2 separate regions of the Bombyx mori genome follow, and region 1 is linked to region 2. A link is a contact called in public Hi-C data. All regions are on one chromosome and are shown on one strand. Each heading gives the region's core, a stretch centred on a gene start, on an enhancer-like site or on the middle of the called end of the contact. The rest is flanking DNA. Distances are from core to core; before and after follow the strand shown. Region 1 overlaps LOC101736643 (myosin heavy chain, non-muscle). Region 2 holds the start of LOC101736643 (myosin heavy chain, non-muscle).

Evidence for each region. Hi-C and Micro-C count contacts between places; a contact is called where the count stands out from the background.
Region 1: a Hi-C map of posterior silk gland shows a contact between it and region 2, with 2.4 times the contacts expected there. The contact joins the enhancer-like site here to the promoter of LOC101736643 in region 2. A contact is called at or near these places in 6 of 7 Hi-C or Micro-C datasets (middle silk gland, midgut, posterior silk gland and 2 more).

What each region holds. Positions count from the first base shown.
Region 1 is chr17:1,258,099-1,262,385 of ASM3026992v2, reverse strand. LOC101736643 (myosin heavy chain, non-muscle) reads right to left here. Exons shown (of 27, transcript XM_062673238.1): 5 at 4,050-4,142; 6 at 3,202-3,631; 7 at 1,002-2,341. Among protein-coding and RNA genes, the nearest start is that of LOC101736504, 23 kb to the left of the region's middle. Within about 2 kb of position 1,600, at least 3 of the 8 cell types and tissues checked have open chromatin away from gene starts, as enhancers often do.
Region 2 is chr17:1,190,200-1,194,430 of ASM3026992v2, reverse strand. LOC101736643 (myosin heavy chain, non-muscle) reads right to left here and starts at 2,125. Exons shown (of 27, transcript XM_062673238.1): 1 at 1,246-2,125. The coding sequence starts at 1,590. LOC101736784 reads left to right here and starts at 3,350. Exons shown (of 7, transcript XM_038016783.2): 1 at 3,350-3,421.

The sequences.
Region 1 (4,287 bases), core at 351-2,850, 68 kb before region 2:
ATGATGAAGTAATGAATTTGTATCTTAAAGAACAGCGTAGTGCAAATAATGGTGTTGAGCGCGAGTCGGCACTGGTGTGCGGCAGATTCTGCCGCGATGCACTTGTTGCTATACATTATTGAAGTTTCGAAAACTCGTGATTTAAAGAACGGTAAACTTAAACACACGTGATGTCTGAGGGCTCCATTTCAGGCTAGCCAAACGTGAATAATTATCGTTATGCGATTTTGTTTTTATTATTACATTCCTAATGCGAGCCACGAGGCAGCACTACTCATCGTACTATAGGACAATGATTATTATTCACACGGATAATATATATTTTGCGAAAACAGAAACTGTCCGTATTTACATAACTCGTGTGGTTACTCGATAATATTATTGTATAGCGGTGTATTATGCAATATACACACACACGCACACCTATAGCATGTAGTTAAGTTACCGTGTAGTAGATCTCATAGGCAGAAGGTAAACGAACTATATGTCTGGGGAATACAGGTAGGTGGCGCATTTACGTTGTAGTTGTCTATGGGCTCCAGTAACCACTTAACACCAGGTGGGCTGTGAGCTCGTTCACCGATCTAAGCAATAAAAAAAAAAAAAAAAAAAAAATACACCAGTGTTCACCCGGTAATCAAAATTCGACCATAATCACTGACTCCTCAAGATTTCGATTCGTTTTACAAGGTTTTAAATTTTTCTTTGACATTTAAAAGAAATACTTCCAAATAAAATCAATCAAACAAACTGAAGAGAAGGCGGTACTAAACTGTTTTGCCTTTGTTTTGTTATATGGATTTTAAATTAACAATTGTATTTGTAACATATAAGTCATAAAAACACTTCAATTTTATATAATTTCCCAGATCAGTAAGCATGAATATCGCTTTTGGGCGGATACCAGATTGGATACCAAATTTTAAATTTTGGACATCCGACTTGCCTTAGGTGTCCATAAATATGTATAAATAAATAGGTATAAATAAATTCTCGCTTACCTTAATATACAGTCTCCACCACTGCCAATTCCTCAACTTGAGATACGCAGCGCAGTTCCTCTGAATGATCCGAATGGCGTTGAGTTGCTGGAGTCTCTTCTGGTAGTTCCGCCGGGCCAGGTAGCCGCGGCAGAACGCCTGGAAGTTGACTATCAAGTCCGTGATCTTGTAATCCCTCTCCTCTTCCAGGTGAGCCAGCACACCGGCCCTGAAGAATATTTTCGACTGACCAACTCTGTACAGATTGTGGTCCAGCTCGAGAGCCTCGATCATCTGTTCGCAGGCCTTCTTTCCGTCCATGAAACCTTTAGGAATGATGTTCGGAGTGAGGAGTTCATAGCGCTGCCTGAACTCTTGGAACGGAATCCTGTTCGGGAAGCCCTGTCTGCAAATTCTGATGCCCTCGAGGACACCGTTGCACCGCAACTGGTCCAAGACGAGGGGCGCCTCAATCTTTCCTGCTTTCTTTTCATGGTTGGGAATGATGCACCTCACAAAGTTCGGATTGGTGTTCCTCAATGTGGCCATCAGTTTAGTCAACTGCTCCTTATACAGTTGGGAGACAGTCCTGAACATTCCTTTGCGCGTTCTTGCACCGAACTGCGTGTCGGTCATCGCCTGCTGCGCCATGCCGACAATCTCAGCGTCCTTCCAGATGTGACAAACGAAAGGATCCTGCGAGTTCTGAAGAAGCGACACGACGTTCTCGTTGAGCGGGTCCATGTTCTTCATGAGCCACTGGGCGGCTGAGTAGTCCACTTTACCGGCGTAGTGAATGATGGCGAAGTCTGCCACGCCGCGGAAGTCAGTCTTCATAAACTTCGGGTGCACGGAGTGGGCCGACACCAACTTCTCGACGAAGGTCTTGTCTGTCGCCTTGGGGAACCAACATTCTTCATCGAGCAAGGCCATGATGCCCATGGGTTTGTCGATGAGATCGATGGTCGGTTGGAGATCGAGACCGAAATCAATGAATTTCCATTCGATTCCTTCGCGCTGATACTCTTCCTGTTCCAATATAAACATAGTGTGGTTGAAGAGTTGCTGCAACTTCTCGTTCGTGTAGTTGATGCAGAGCTGTTCGAAGGAGTTCAATTCGAAGATTTCGAACCCTGCCATGTCGAGGATGCCGATAAACGAGGCGCCTTGTCTCTTCGTCCTGTCCAGAGACCTGTTGATCCTGTTCACCAGCCATCTGAACAAACGTTCGTAACAAGCCTTACCGATAGCTTCAACAGAAAACTCAACTTGTTCCTTGGTTTGTGCTTTTGTGACGAAATCGCGACCCACTTTAATTCTCGGTTTCAAGAAAGCCTTCGTCATTTCCGTTACGGAAAGACCTGTAAGAGAATGGTACATTTGTCATTGACCAAATTAATGTGCGTTAAGTTTTAAACAACATTAATACTTTGTGTTTGTCTAGTTGAGCGATGGAGCTCTGGTGCCAAGTGGCTACTACCGCGGTCCATTTACATTACAGCCTGTATACCACTACCCATCTTAAGGCATGAGATTGAAGTCTCACTTGTATTATAACGGCTGTTCCACCGTCACCCTGACTTCAGTCTATCGCTAATGAGCTGTCTTATCCGAAGATCGGACGCAGGTTGTTGAGCCACAAGGGGTTTTAGTTCGTTCATATCAGACATACTCCGCATACCGTCCCCGACGTTTAGGCGACAACCCTACGCTTTTTTTACAATAAAATCATTTTTTCTTACTCTATTTTTAATTCAAATTTATTAAAATTTATTTTCTATTTTTTAGATGGATTTTCTATAAAAGCATATTTTGTTAATTTTTATTAAATATTATTTATTTTTAATTTTTTGGTTGAATTTCAATTCTTTAATAAAAAAAATTCAATTCTTTTTTAAATATTGAATTGTCATTGGTCCTTAATAAGTATACCGAATTTCGAATTAATCCGACGTTTTGAAGGGGGTCAAAATCATGTTCAGAGATTTCGTTAAAAACATACATACACACATACGTCTGAAGCTAATAAAAACGTATTAAAATGGATCAAAAATGCATATCATCTAAAGGTCGTTTAAGTAATTTTGAAACTCTCTCTGCACTGAAGGCACTCGCATTCATATTCTAATAAGACCTATGGGTACGTAATCATTTCACGTTTGAGTACATTTGAGCAGCCGTCAATGCCAAGACAGTGAACAAGACAAAAGACATAACTCACCAAGTAAATGCGCGATTTTCTGCGCCACGGTGTTGTCGGGCAACGTGGCTTGATCCGAATTCCTTTCCTGCTTGAACTGCATCGACCCGAACAAGAGAACCGCCGAGACTATCCTAAATATCGAATTGAAGTCCTCGTTGTTCATGCCCATGATGTTCATTGACTTCATGGTGGCCTGGTACTCGGCCGCGTCATCGATGCCGGGCACCGGTAGAGCGCCACTAGATAAAAACGGGTAGCTTTTCGCATCTTCTAGAATGAACTCGGCCTTCTGCTGCGGGGTCGCTCCGGTCAGCAGCTGATAGAAAATGTGGAATGTCCTCTCGTCCTTCGCTTGTCTTATGGCCCTCGATTTTTCTAATAGATACGTTTCGATGTTGGCACCGGCTATGAAGCCGGACGCGTCGAAGTTTATCCTTATGAATTTACCCTGAAATTTAGCGCTAGTTTTAATAATATCTTAATATATGTAAATTACGTGTCACGTTGTTTGTCCACGATAGACACCTAAGCTACTGATCCGATTTTAACTTTTTTTTTAAATATGTGTTTTATTCCAACATAGGTCATACATAGAATGGTTTTTATTTCGATTAATGGTCGCAATATTTATTAAATAAAAATGATACGATTTCTTATATTGTTTTAAAACCTTATCCACAGCAACGTGTGGCTGGGTCTGCTAGTACAATTAATTTTTTTTTTAATTGCTTGATCTTCTAAAAATCTACAAATGTTCACATTAAAATCTCTAATATAGAATAACACCAAAGCCTGTATATTCAATACAATAATCATAGCTTAAAACCAAAAAAATTACACGACAAATAACTTTATCCGATACTTACGAATCTAGATGAGTTATCGTTTTTGACCGTCTTCGCATTACCGAACGCCTCCAATATCGGATTGGCCTGCAACAATTGCTGTTCCAACTCGCCCTGTACGAAAACAATATCGTCTGAGTAAAACAAAATAAGGAGCTACAACCCAATGTTAATAAATGAAGTATCACAAAGCATTCAGGGTTTAAAGTTACTTAACTTTGTAATTATCTAAAAGGTTATGTGTTTGAGTTTTTCAAGC
Region 2 (4,231 bases), core at 876-3,375:
TATATATATTTATCAACAGAGCAGCTGTACCAAATTTCAAAGCTCATAGATGTTTTCTGTTACAATCAAACAAACTGGTGATACCTATTTATGTTCATAACATGCCCTAACCTCAAATTTCGATTTTCTCAAAATGTTTTCATAATTTTAGATATTCTCTACAGTTTTTGTTAATAGATAGATTTTTATACCACATAAGTATTTTTAACCTTAATCAGGCGTATTACTCACAAAATACTTAGAAAATACTGTAAGTAGTGTTATTACTAAGAATTAGAAATAAACATACACATAAGGATTGTAAGAAAAAATATAACAACGTGAGTTATGTGATAAGATAAAGTATGTGATGATATGCTTTAAGGATGAGTCGACACACAATCATGATTGTGGCATGTAATGTTGTGTGGTTACCTAAAAAATGTTAAGGTGCAATTCCTTAATTGTTTAACAAAATGAAAATATTTAGACAATAGTTTTGTTTTTCTTTCAATGCAACATAATTGGTACTATTAGAGTATTGACATTCTCTAATAGTAATATAAGGGTGACTTAGTTTTACCTCAACCAGTATTTTATCTTAAAATGAGTAATAAACATTTAAGATTTCCTTGAGATTAAAATTTTCAAACATCCTAATTGAAGCTATTGTGGAAAGGTAAGGGTTTTTTGTTTTTCGTTGCACAACACAGAACTGGTAGCAAAGGTGATACTTTTCAGGCAAATGTGAGCTACCTTCACTTTGCTTTACAAGTTCTTCACACTTGAAATTACTAATGATAATGAACAAGTATTTAAGGCATAATAAATAACTAATAGTAATTTGTTATTGCATTTTTTAATAGCATCCCTGTTTTTATTTTCATAGTGACTTTATTACAGAATGCATAATTAGTATATTATATCTACTGTATGTAAAACTAAAATTGGTTTAATTATTGAATGACTGTGTACACTTGAGTGATTTAATATTAAAGATTTGATTATGACTCATCATAACCTAGATAAAAATACTAAATTAACTTTATCATTTAAGTACCAGGTGGTTTTTGATATGTAATAATTTAAATTTTGTTCAACAGCTGTAATGTTATAGGCTTCAAGTGAACTAAATGTCAAATATTTTGGTTTCGGTATTTGGCTTCATTTTAAGAAAATGGGAAATCCTATTAGAACATTTTTCATCATCATGTCAAAGTTATATAAATATTATCGTGGAAATAAATTTAATTTTTTAGTACTTACATAAATGAGTCCAGAATAGTATCTGTCTTTTATGTTGTGCAGAACAGAAGCCTCGTTTAAGCAGGTCAGTTCAGCCATATCCTCCACTTTATCGAACTTTGGTGGATTCATTTTCTGGATATCATCTATGGGCACCAACATCCGCTTTCCTGACTCGGCTATCTCCACTTCAACTTCATCTCCTCGCTCTCCTTTGATTCCGGCCGCTACGAATCCTTGGTTCTCGTGAGGCACCCAAACTAACCTCTTCTGCGTCCATTCCGCCTGCGTAGCTGGATCATTGAAGCTGTTTCTATCCACCGACAGATACCGGAGCTCCGGGTCGTTTCTATCCATGTCCACCATCGTGCCGCCCGATCACTCGCGGCCCGTACTGCAGCAATCCGACACTATATACAACATATACACGGTCAACCCGACCGACACCACACCTCACAACACAGTGTTTAAGTTACCAAAAAGCGCGTTCTTCTACGTTCTATACCCGTGGCCGCGCACGGCTCTGATAACTACAAAATGACGATTGTAGCCGAAGGAATCGACGACGGTTACGGGTAGGAGGGATGACCGGTCGACGCCCGAATTCACGTTGAGATTCGTCGAATTTTATTCCGTATATTAAGCGTATTCGATTTTTATAGTAATTACCGATTACTTTATTTACTAAATTGAATAAAAGTACGTGTTCGAGTCAAGCGCAATAAGAAGTATTTCTTCTTTTAGGATGAAAGCAATTTAAAAGTAAGTACACGACGTGTTGCCGACACCTCTTTGTCGTTATAGTTTGTTTCCCTTTTCCGAAATTTCATGATGAATGTTGTCATTCAGATTCTGTTATTGGCCGGTTTTCGCAATGAGTCAATATTTCGAAGCGAAGGACCAATAACGAGCTGCCGTCAAAACAGCTGTCAAATTCTTGGCTCGAAAGTGGAAAAAACATGTTCCATCAATTTTTGAGGTGCGTTCCAATTTGTTAATATTCATTTACCTAGCTCGGATACACAAATTACTTTTGGAAACCAAGCTAGTTTCAGTTCCAGATCCAGCAAACTAATTGAAATAGATGGGTAGAAGGAAGCTTAAATATCTATGGAAAGAACTGACGTAGATATTTAATTAATTTAATTATTTATGTAATTATGAAGTGTAATTAACCTACTTAATCGTTACCCTTCGTATTGAGCTTGTGGGATGATATGAGGAAGAGCGTTTTTTTTTATTGCGCTTGTAGGCAGACGAGCATACGGCCCACCTGATGGTAATGCCATGGGCGCCCATGGGCGTCAGCAATGCCAGAGGCAAAGCCGAGCCGCTGCCTACCGTTTAATGCTTGGGAAACACAGTGTAGGGGAGCTCATTTCAAAGCCGGATGGTACGTGGGAAAAAAGATATCTGGAAACGCACTATGAATGCAGTGGTTCCAATGTATAATGGATGAACTCTTTTCCGGTGGCGGGCGGTGCGATGGTAAAAACGAGGTGTGGTATCATCTCAAACAATTCCTCAGAGCACTCCCCATGGAACATACGGTACAAAATACCGAGGGAACAGAAGTCCCTCCGCAGAACCAGAGGTTCTAAACAGTCCGTGAGAATGGAATTATCAATAATCCGAAAGGCCCTCTTCTGTATGAAGCTGGTATTTGGGAGATCCGGCCCAGAGAATTCGTAAGTAGGTAAGAGAAGTCGAATTAATGACACTGGTTCACAATCGGTTTTTCGCCCCATTAAGTAGGTAATCTCTCTTGGATAGAACTTGAAAAGGGTAGCACCGACAGATGCAAATTTCTCGAAGACATTCAAGATTTTATTACAAATTTCGAAAAGACTCGTTACTACGAGTATACAAGGTCGAATGGCACGTTTCTGAATCCTCCAGTAGTTTGTTCGTTTTTTTAAATTGCGATATGAGTACAGTCGTGTCAACCAATGTTTATTCGTATAAAAGAAACCATTGCTATTTAATGCTATTCTTTTCAATGAAATACTACAGTCCATGCGTCATGATCAAATTTTTCGTCTGTAACTAACACAATGAAATTGTTTGTAAAAAAACATATAATATATATTTATTTTGTATCCGTTATTTAGGTTTTTTTCATTCCAAGATAAGTCGATGTCACTGTTATTGTAAAAAGTGATTCGTACTGGATGGACGTAAAGAACATTATTAAGAGGTACTTTGCTTGCATTATCTTTCGTCTGACCACTTAGGTAATAAAAAAAATATGGAAAAGGACTTTTTTATAAGGAAAAGGAAAGTACTTTTTGGCGGGAACGCGAGGAGCGCAGTTGTGTGAATTGGTTTATTTTGTCTATTTAGTGTTACTTCAGGTTTAAATGTGTAATAACGGTGGTTTATTCTCTGTTTAATATCTGTAGTGCAAGGTAGAGGAGGAAGAGATCGACCGAAGAAAACATGAATGGAGTGTGTGAATGACGATATGAGAGAGAGAGGAGTGAGTGTTGAGATGACGACTGATAGTAGAGAATGGAAGAGAAAAATTAGCTATACCGACCCCACCTAGTACGATAAGATGAAGAAGATCTGTGAAAGTGCACCAATGTGGGGAAATGCAACAAAGCCGCTGGACGTAGCTTCTCGAGGTCCTCCAAAAAGTCCACTGAAAAAGTCTCAGTGAATAACCTCCTCGGTTTTACTGAGATTATATTTCATCTCATATCACCTCATCTCATTTAATTTAATTTCATGACGATTGATTAATGTTCCCAATTAATGGATTTAATTTCACTTCATATCATTTTATTCTTATCGTATCATTTCACTTTATCATAGTTTAAAATTTTCATATAAAAAATATATATATATTATGAAAGATTAGGCTATATGGTATAATACTTTTGCCTTTTCATGAAAAATAGATCTAATTTGGTTATTGACATTTAAATTAAGTGTATAATCTACTATATAGGTCTATGGTATAATTAAGACTGTATGGGCTTAGATCCCTTTGCCTTTCCTAAGA